2 separate regions of the Gossypium arboreum genome follow, and region 1 is linked to region 2. The links are chromatin contacts, called in public Hi-C maps. All regions are on one chromosome and are shown on one strand. The core of a region is the stretch at or near the end of the contact, and the rest is flanking DNA. Distances in the headings are between cores, read along the strand shown. Region 1 holds the start of LOC108457112 (3-ketoacyl-CoA synthase 4). Region 2 holds the start of LOC108456131.

Region 1 (4,185 bases), core at 440-2,939, 240 kb before region 2:
TGTATCGGTAGCAGCTGCAGATTCTTCTCCAGTTCATCAATCACAGCCCTCCCCCCAGCATGTATGCAGAAATGATCAAATGCCAACTTGAAATCCGGAATATAAGGCTTGACACTTGCATTGAACAATTTCTTCACTACCAAAGTTGTGAAGAACAAAAGCTGCTCACTGATAGGTAAAACAAGAGGACCCAAGGTTGTGATATTGGTCTTTAGCGCACCACCAGCAATTGCCATCAAATCTTTAGACAGAGATACGCCTATCTTCCCTGCATCATCCTGTTCTTGATACACACACCTAAATGCCTTATCGTCTGCTCCGCGATGAGTCCTCACCACATGAATAAGCTTATACTTAGCTCGCCTCCTATCGTTGGACTTGTTCGAAAGCAAAACCGCGGAACCCCCAACTCGAAACAAACAATTAGGTATCAACATAGACTTGCTATTCCCAAAATACCAATTCTGAGTAATATTCTCAGTACTCACAACAACAGCATACGTATTCCTATGAACCTGCAACAAGTCCTTAGCCAGATCAACAGCGATCACCCCAGCACTACACCCCATTCCACCCAGATGAAAACTCCTAATATTTCCCCTTAGCTTGTACTTGTTCACAATCATAGCAGACAATGAAGGGGTTGGGTTAAACAAACTACAATTCACAACAAGAATACCAATATCCTTGGGACTAACATTCGTGTTTCGAAGAAGAGTATCCAATGCCCCAAACATAACCTCCTCAGCTTCTTCCCTTGCCGCCGCCATAGACGGCGTTGGAGGAATACTATGCATTGCTTTAGGCACATAAGTCTCTTCTCCCAGCCCCGAGCGCTCCAAAATCTTGCGCTGGAACTCGAGTGACGACTCATCAAAATCCCCGGTCAACCTAGAGTGCTCCAAGAAACGACCGTACGGGGCTTTAAGATGGTCGGGAGGACGGTAACAAGAATAATCGACAAGGTAAACGGGTCGGGGTCGGGTCATGATATAGACTGTTAACCCGAAGACTAGAATAGCAGAGCAAATGATGATGCTGACTAGATTGTATTGAAGGTGAAGCCACAATTGGCGTAAATCATCAAGATTCATTTGAGAAACTTGGATCGATAGTGCGGCGATGGCAGGGATAAAACAGAGGGTTAAAAGATTGGAAATTAGATAGTGGTAACCCAATTTGACGTACTTGAGATTAACGCTTTGGAGGAAATCCGGTAGCCTTCGGGATTGTTGGATCCGAACACCAACTGAGCCGCTTCCGGAGCCACCATTTGTGGTGGCTACACCCCTTTGGTTCATGATGCTCCGTTAAAAGTGATGAACCGGGGGTATGGCGGGGGTTTAACGGTCAAGAGGGAGTGGTAAGTGGTTGTTGCTTGGGACTGACCAAATCTATTAATAGATTTGCAAATAGTGAGTGAGTCGTCACCCAAGGTTTGAACTTTAAAAAAAAAAAAAAATAATAATAATAAAAATGTGGGAAATTTGAGAGAAGAAATTTAGTTTCTGGAGAAAATAAAGATTAAAGATGGGAATCTAATGCAAAGAGTGGTGCGGAGAAAGGAAGGGAATAGGAAAAGTTATGAATGTCAAGAGTCTAAGTGGTTGCTATTATTGAAATCTTTGTTTTCGGTGGAAAGAGTTGAATTTTTTTTTGTTTAACATCAATCTGAATTTTTCATGGTTTTGAATCATTTTTGTTTACTATTTTCTTTGTATTCTAGTTACTCCATTTTCTAGAATCACGTGGCTAAAAATGATGTCATTCTTATCGTTTTTTTTTTCCTTACCCACATTCAAATTGCATGAATTTTGAAATTATTTGGTCAAATTTTGTGTTCCATAATCTAAATGTTTTTTTAAGGAATGTCTACTCAAACATTAAATTTTAAATATAAGAATTTGTGTAACAATTCATATGTTACTTTATTTTTAATTTTATCAATTTTATATATCTTTTAATTTTTATAATTTTAAATTATTTTTTAATGTGATGTATAAGATAAATAATATCATATCAGTATAAAATACATGTAGATTATCATATCAATATTATTAAAAAATAATATTTTAGTCAATAGTTTTATAAAAATTATTTTAACTTTTTTAAAAATAATAGTTAAATTTAACTCAAATAAAAATAAGTATCAAATTAATAAATAAAAAAATTAAATTCTTTAGTTTCCTTCTGATACAATTTTCAACCTTCATTAATTGTAAAATTAAATATTCATTTAATCTTTGAATTTGTCGCTTTCTTTTAAGTTGATACCTCAATTTTCATTCTTGAGCGGGGATATTCATTAGATTAGTGCTCTAAAAGGTTTTGGTACTTTTTGCAACTCTGTTAAGTCTGGTGCATGTGATATTTTTATATACTGACATTATAATGATATCATAATTCTTATTTTTTAATTTAAAAATTAAAATGTATATATAAAATCATAAAAAGAAATTTAAATACAAATAAAATTATATATTAAATTGAAAAATGAATTAAAATAAATATTATTTAATTATAAAAACCATATTTGACAACAACCAATCAGCACCCAAATGACATGAGGGATAGAGCACGTAGAGTGATGAGATGGGTTTGGTTGGCCAAGGTAAGCAGTAAATTGGCGACCAGAATTGCCATCGGATTCAGATAAGCCTCATTTCACAACCCAACTTTTCTTCTGGAAAATTTCTTTAATTTTTTCGATATCTGTTTAGTTTTCCTTCAAATTTCTACCATGACTCCTCATCCTATTTCCATTGGACAACCCCAACATAACCCATGCATTTTTAAACACCAAACTTACTTACAGAACCATAATGCCCCTGAACCCACGTACACGATTCAACCCCAATCCTGTGTCGTCTTATTCCTCAGTACTCTACTAAATCTCACCGGAGAAGAATCAAATTATATTCTACTGTTGACACTACTAGAAGTCACAATCACATTGAACAAGGACGATGATCTTTGATGCTTCGTAGGCTTACTTTCCATGCTAAAGGCTTGATAATCAATATTAGAAAATTTGTGCTAAGGGAAATCAAAGTAAGCCGGCTGACCTAACAAAAGTAATTAACTAATAGCTATAGCAAACAAATTTTTTTTTTAATTTATTTTTTTAAAATAATATAAAAATAATATTTTGTTTCATTTAAGATAATTTAATTTTTGTAACTTTTAAAAATAATATATTTTATTTTTGTTTATAAATTATTTATGATATTTTTATATTTTTTAATAATTTTAAAAAATCAAATTATAATATCTTTATGATATCATCATTACCACATGTCACTGTCTGAAAGTACCACCATACCAAACTTAATACCATTACAAGGAAGTACTAAAACCCTTCATAGAATGAAAATTTAAATCATAAATATCAATTTGAAAGAAAATAATAAATTTAGGGGCTAAATGAGTATTTAAGCCTCATTTGTACTCAATTTCAAACTCAAATTTGCGTTTAAATTAAAATATCTCAATACAAATTGAAAAAAAAAAGGATTAAGTTTGCAACTCAAATAAGAATATTAAAAAAAGAAAGAGTAAATGTCATAATATCCGGACTCTCTCAAATTAATGGATGATTTAAATTTAAAATATATGGATTACAGGGACATTTTTTGTTTGATGGTGACTTCTTTTTTAACTACAAAACAATGTCAAAGAAGAGACTATTTGTTATGAGAAAACCTGCTCCGCCATTGACCACGCTTCATCAACCCTTTTGTCTTACTTCACAAAATAATTCACTTTCTAGAAATCTTCGATCTCATTATTTTGTGTTCATCTTGATTGCAACGCAAGCTTCTATATTAAGAATCAAATTACATTTAATTTCTTTTACTGAAAAGAGAAATAAATTAATCCATGTATATTAAATTAAAGACAAATGATTCCATTCTAGCAAAAACTTCATCATTTTCTATTGTTACTGAATAACAATACAATTACACAAGATAAGCCATGTATACCTCACTCTAATATATAAGAACCAATTTTATTAATAAAAATGCTTAATTTACTTTTTACTTTAATATATAAGAATTAATTTACCTATTTTTAAAGAAAGAGACCTCTACTCAAACTCTAATCCAAGATGTCGAAAAACATGTTTGATTTTTTCGGACCACATTGCCAACTGTTCAAAGGTGAAGATCTCCTCTTAAGCTACGC
Region 2 (4,182 bases), core at 1,296-3,795:
TCAATATATTTTGATGAAGCAATCAAATAATAGTAATAAGAAAGTTTCAATATCGTGAAAACCAATTTAAAAGGCAGTGCATAAAAGCAAGTTAACATCCAAGTGTAATAACTGTTTTAACTTACGATGACACTCGTTTTCATCCAACCCACTTAACCTCATAGCCCGACAAAGTCTCTCTCGAGAAGCTGGAGAAATGGCCTGAAAGTCAAAGCATTTAGTTAGAAAACACTTCAATAGAACAAAACTAGAGTCACTTAAACAATATGCAACTTATTTTGAGAGACCTTTCTGCCTGAGAGAAGCCTTTCAGCACTATGCCGATGCTTCATTTGATGATAATCCTGAGGTGCTGGTGATGCTAAAGGCTTACCAGAAGCATCAAAGTAATTACGAGCTATAAGCGCTGGTGACAGGGGTTGCTTTTTTGATGAAGAAGAATCAGCAGAAACAAGGCCTGAATGTTTCTCATGTTTCAAGCTTGATGAACTCCAATACAAGCCATTGTCAGTGGAAGGACTGACCACAATGTTTCTAATATTAGAAGACCAGTAATGTGTACTTCTCCTCTCAAAGGAGCACGCACTATATTCATTGTTAGTTTCCAAGCATTGGAAGCAATTATCAGTGTCCATCTCAGGCATTTCAGCTTGGCCACGATTGCCGGTCTGTGAAGACATCTTGTGCTCTGAAGAATTAAAGCTATCATGCAAATCAGTACAATGATCCTTGGTAGGAGATACTAATTCAGAGGTAACAGCATAGGTTAGCGGATCTACAGTATAACTGTCTTTCCCAAATTCTTGCAGGTCTGAACATAGATAGCTGATTATTTCCAGACTGTCTACCTTTACAGTCTCACAACTAGAAAAACTGGCGCCAGATTTAGGAGCAACATCTTCAGTAGATTCATAAGACACCCCATTTGAAACACTGCATTTTATGGGGTACAGTGAGACCCCCGTTTCCGTATCAGAAGCAATATTTGTCTCAAGAATTTGAATTAAACTGTACCTGCTTGTCTGCCATGGCATCTGTGGCTTGGGAGACTCATTTTGGCAGCTATCACAAACATCATAGCTATAATCCTTTATCGGAGACATTGGTTCCGAGGAGACATCATAGGAAAGGGGATGGATGGTATAATCTTCTTTCCTATATCCAGACAAGCCAAAATACGCTTTACTTTCTGGACCGTGTACCTGAGCAATCTCCCAACTAGAAACCTCTACATCAAACTTGGGCTCAAAATTTTCCCTATATTCATAGGACACTTCATTAAGAGAACAATACTGAGGTTCCTTTGTTTCACAGCCAGAAAGCCTCACGTCAAGCCTGGTCTCAGAATCTTCCATGTATTCATAGGACACTTCATTAAGAGAACAATACTGAGGCTCCTTTGTTTCACAACCAGGAAGCCCCACGTCAAGCCTGGTCTCAGAATCTTCGGTGTATTCATAGGACACTTCATTAAGAGAACAGTATTGGGGTTCCGTTGTAGGACAAGGCACGTCAGTCTTCAAAATATTTACATTAGCAGTTTCACTTTCAGGAACCTCAACTTTAACATCAATAGGCGCAGGCCAATCCCGATTTAGTTCAAGCAAATCTTCATCGCTACTCTTGATATTCTTGAAAAGTTCAGATTTCCAACCGATAAGAGGATCTTCAAGTTCATCGTGTATGTCGCCATTGTGCTGAAAGTTTGGAGACTCGAGTTTCACGGAAGAGCAGGTTTCCAGCTTTTCTTTATTTAAACCAACAAAGTTGAAGCCTTTCCTTTTCTTTGTTTCGCATCTATCCGAAATCCATTTCAACACCACATTGTCTAAGCCAAAATCATCACTGTTGCAGTCAAAATCTTCAGGTTCACTCTTAACTTTCATTACGTTCATGAAAGAATCTGAGATCTCTACTCCAATAACATGATATTTGGATAGGCGAGCTCTTCTAATTATCCCTCAGATAAATTTTAGGAACTTGAGTGCCAATCGCCCACAAGTGTCCACATTCCTGGACAGTGCAAATGGGTCAAGCCTCTCCAGCTACATTAGATAGTAACTAACATAAATTCAAAACGAGGCTTGAATTTTCAGTGTCTGAGAAAACTAATCACTATTAAGCAAAAACACTAAGTTTAGAAGTAACAAGTTTAACATCAGCACATGAAACTAGAAACTCCCATTTCTCCAATCCTACCCAAAAATAAAAAAGAAACAAATTTGAAAGTGGAACTCGCCTGAAGATTGAAGAGCTATCTGCAACAGGGAAAATGACGATAAGGTCGAGGAATTCCAGGTCCGTATTAGGAATGCGGGGGATGATTTTAGGGCTTGCTGATGAAAAATTGGGGGTTTAGGAACTCGCGCGTTTGTGGCGGGAACTCAAAGGAAGCGGAAAAGAGCTGAGTTTGCGTTCGACGCGCGCGTGTGATATTGTGAAGTACCGTTGATCTTCTTTTCTATTTTCGAAATGTGCTAGAGGAACAAATTATGGCGGGTGCAAAAAGCTCAAACTAAAAGAAAAAAAAAATGTCTTTGGATTTTATTTCAATCTACTATTATTTAAACTTTCAAAATATATTAAAAAAATCCCCAAATTTTTTCAAATTAAGTTTATATGTTTTTTCACTCAATTAAATACTTAAATTTTAAACTGTTAAAATGTATCAAAAGAATCCAAAATTTTTTAAAAAAATAATTAAACACTACTTTTTTTTACTCAATTGCCAAAATGTCCTTTGATCGTAAACTTTAACAGTTGACTATTAAAGTTAAATATTTCTAATTTTTAATTAAAATCACCCCATGTCATGACCTCTACCTCACATGTGATAAAATTACAAAAAATAATAATCAATAAAAATTATAAAATTATTAAACTTTAATAAAAATATAAAAAATTAAAAATTAGAATATATATATATATATATAAATAGTAAAATATATAAAAATTGTATAAATTTATAAAAATCATAAAATTTATAGAATGCATCAAAAGACCTTTAACCATTAGCTTTAACAGTTGATTGTTAAAGTTAACGATCTCTAGTTCTTTTCTCAGTTAAAGTCATTCCATGTTACAACACAGCATGACATGTGACGAAAAATAATAAAAATAAAAATCAATAATAATGCTTCTTTTGGTATGATAATTTTTATAATTTTTTTACGAATTTTATATTTCTTTACATTTTTATCATTTTCTTACGACATTATAAATTTTTCTATATTTTCTATATTTCTATATATTTTATGATTTTTATAAAATTTTATATTTTTTACTATTTTTATAACTTTTTCTATTTTATTAAAATTTAATCATTTTATAACTTTTATTGATTTTTATTTTTATCGTTTTTGTCACATGCCAACCGTGGTTGTCACATGTGATGGCTTTAACTGAAAAAAATTAGGGGTGATTAGTTTTAATGATCAAAGGGCATTTTTGATGCATATTAATAATTGAGTGTAAAAAACAAAGAAAGAGCTTTATTGCTTTTTTGAAAAAATTTGAGGACATTTTAATGTATTTTGACAGTTTAAGTATCTAATTGAGTGTAAAAAAAAAAAAAAAACAAAGGTTTAATTGTTTTCTTTGAAAAAGTTTGAGAGTTTTTGGTATAATTTGAAAGTTTAAGTATCTAATTAAGTAAAAAAAAGCCTAATTACTTTTTATTTGAAAAAATTAAAGACTTTTACACCATTAAACTATAACTTATTTAAACAAAATTATTAGACAAAATTTCCAATTATCTTTGATGTGTTTTAATAATTCCTAGCATTGATTGTATAAACAATATTAGTAACATATTTTATAGTCAATTTTAATTTTCTTATCTAACTTTATTAAATCGTAATTTTTTAATTGGTTTGTTTAAACAAAACATTTATTTCCAACTTAATTACTCCTTTTAAATTATTAAAATTACTATTTTATGATGCCAGAATTAAGAACTTATGTTTAAAATTGTATTTAATAAATTGGAAATTAGATTATAACATCAATTCTTATGTTATATTTGGCAATCTCAACCTCAGCATTGAAAAATATGAATTTCTTGAATTCAACCATTTTTAAATTTATTTTAAAATTTAAATTCTCAAACTCTACCTAAATATATTTACTGTAATTATTTAATTTTATAGATGAAATATAGGAAATAGCTTCGGTTAAATTATG

Evidence for each region. Hi-C and Micro-C count contacts between places; a contact is called where the count stands out from the background.
Region 1: a contact with region 2 is called in a Hi-C map of leaf, with 6 times the contacts expected there. The contact joins the promoter of LOC108457112 here to the promoter of LOC108456131 in region 2. A contact is called at or near these places in 3 of 5 Hi-C or Micro-C datasets (all in leaf).

What each region holds. Positions count from the first base shown.
Region 1 is chr3:91,972,318-91,976,502 of ASM2569848v2, reverse strand. It overlaps LOC108457112 (3-ketoacyl-CoA synthase 4), which reads right to left and starts at 1,689. Exons shown (of 1, transcript XM_017755968.2): 1 at 1-1,689. The coding sequence starts at 1,301. It overlaps LOC108454839, which reads right to left. Exons shown (of 9, transcript XM_017753436.2): 9 at 3,911-4,185.
Region 2 is chr3:91,732,986-91,737,167 of ASM2569848v2, reverse strand. It overlaps LOC108456131, which reads right to left and starts at 2,545. Exons shown (of 5, transcript XM_017754728.2): 1 at 288-2,545; 2 at 126-201. The coding sequence starts at 1,895.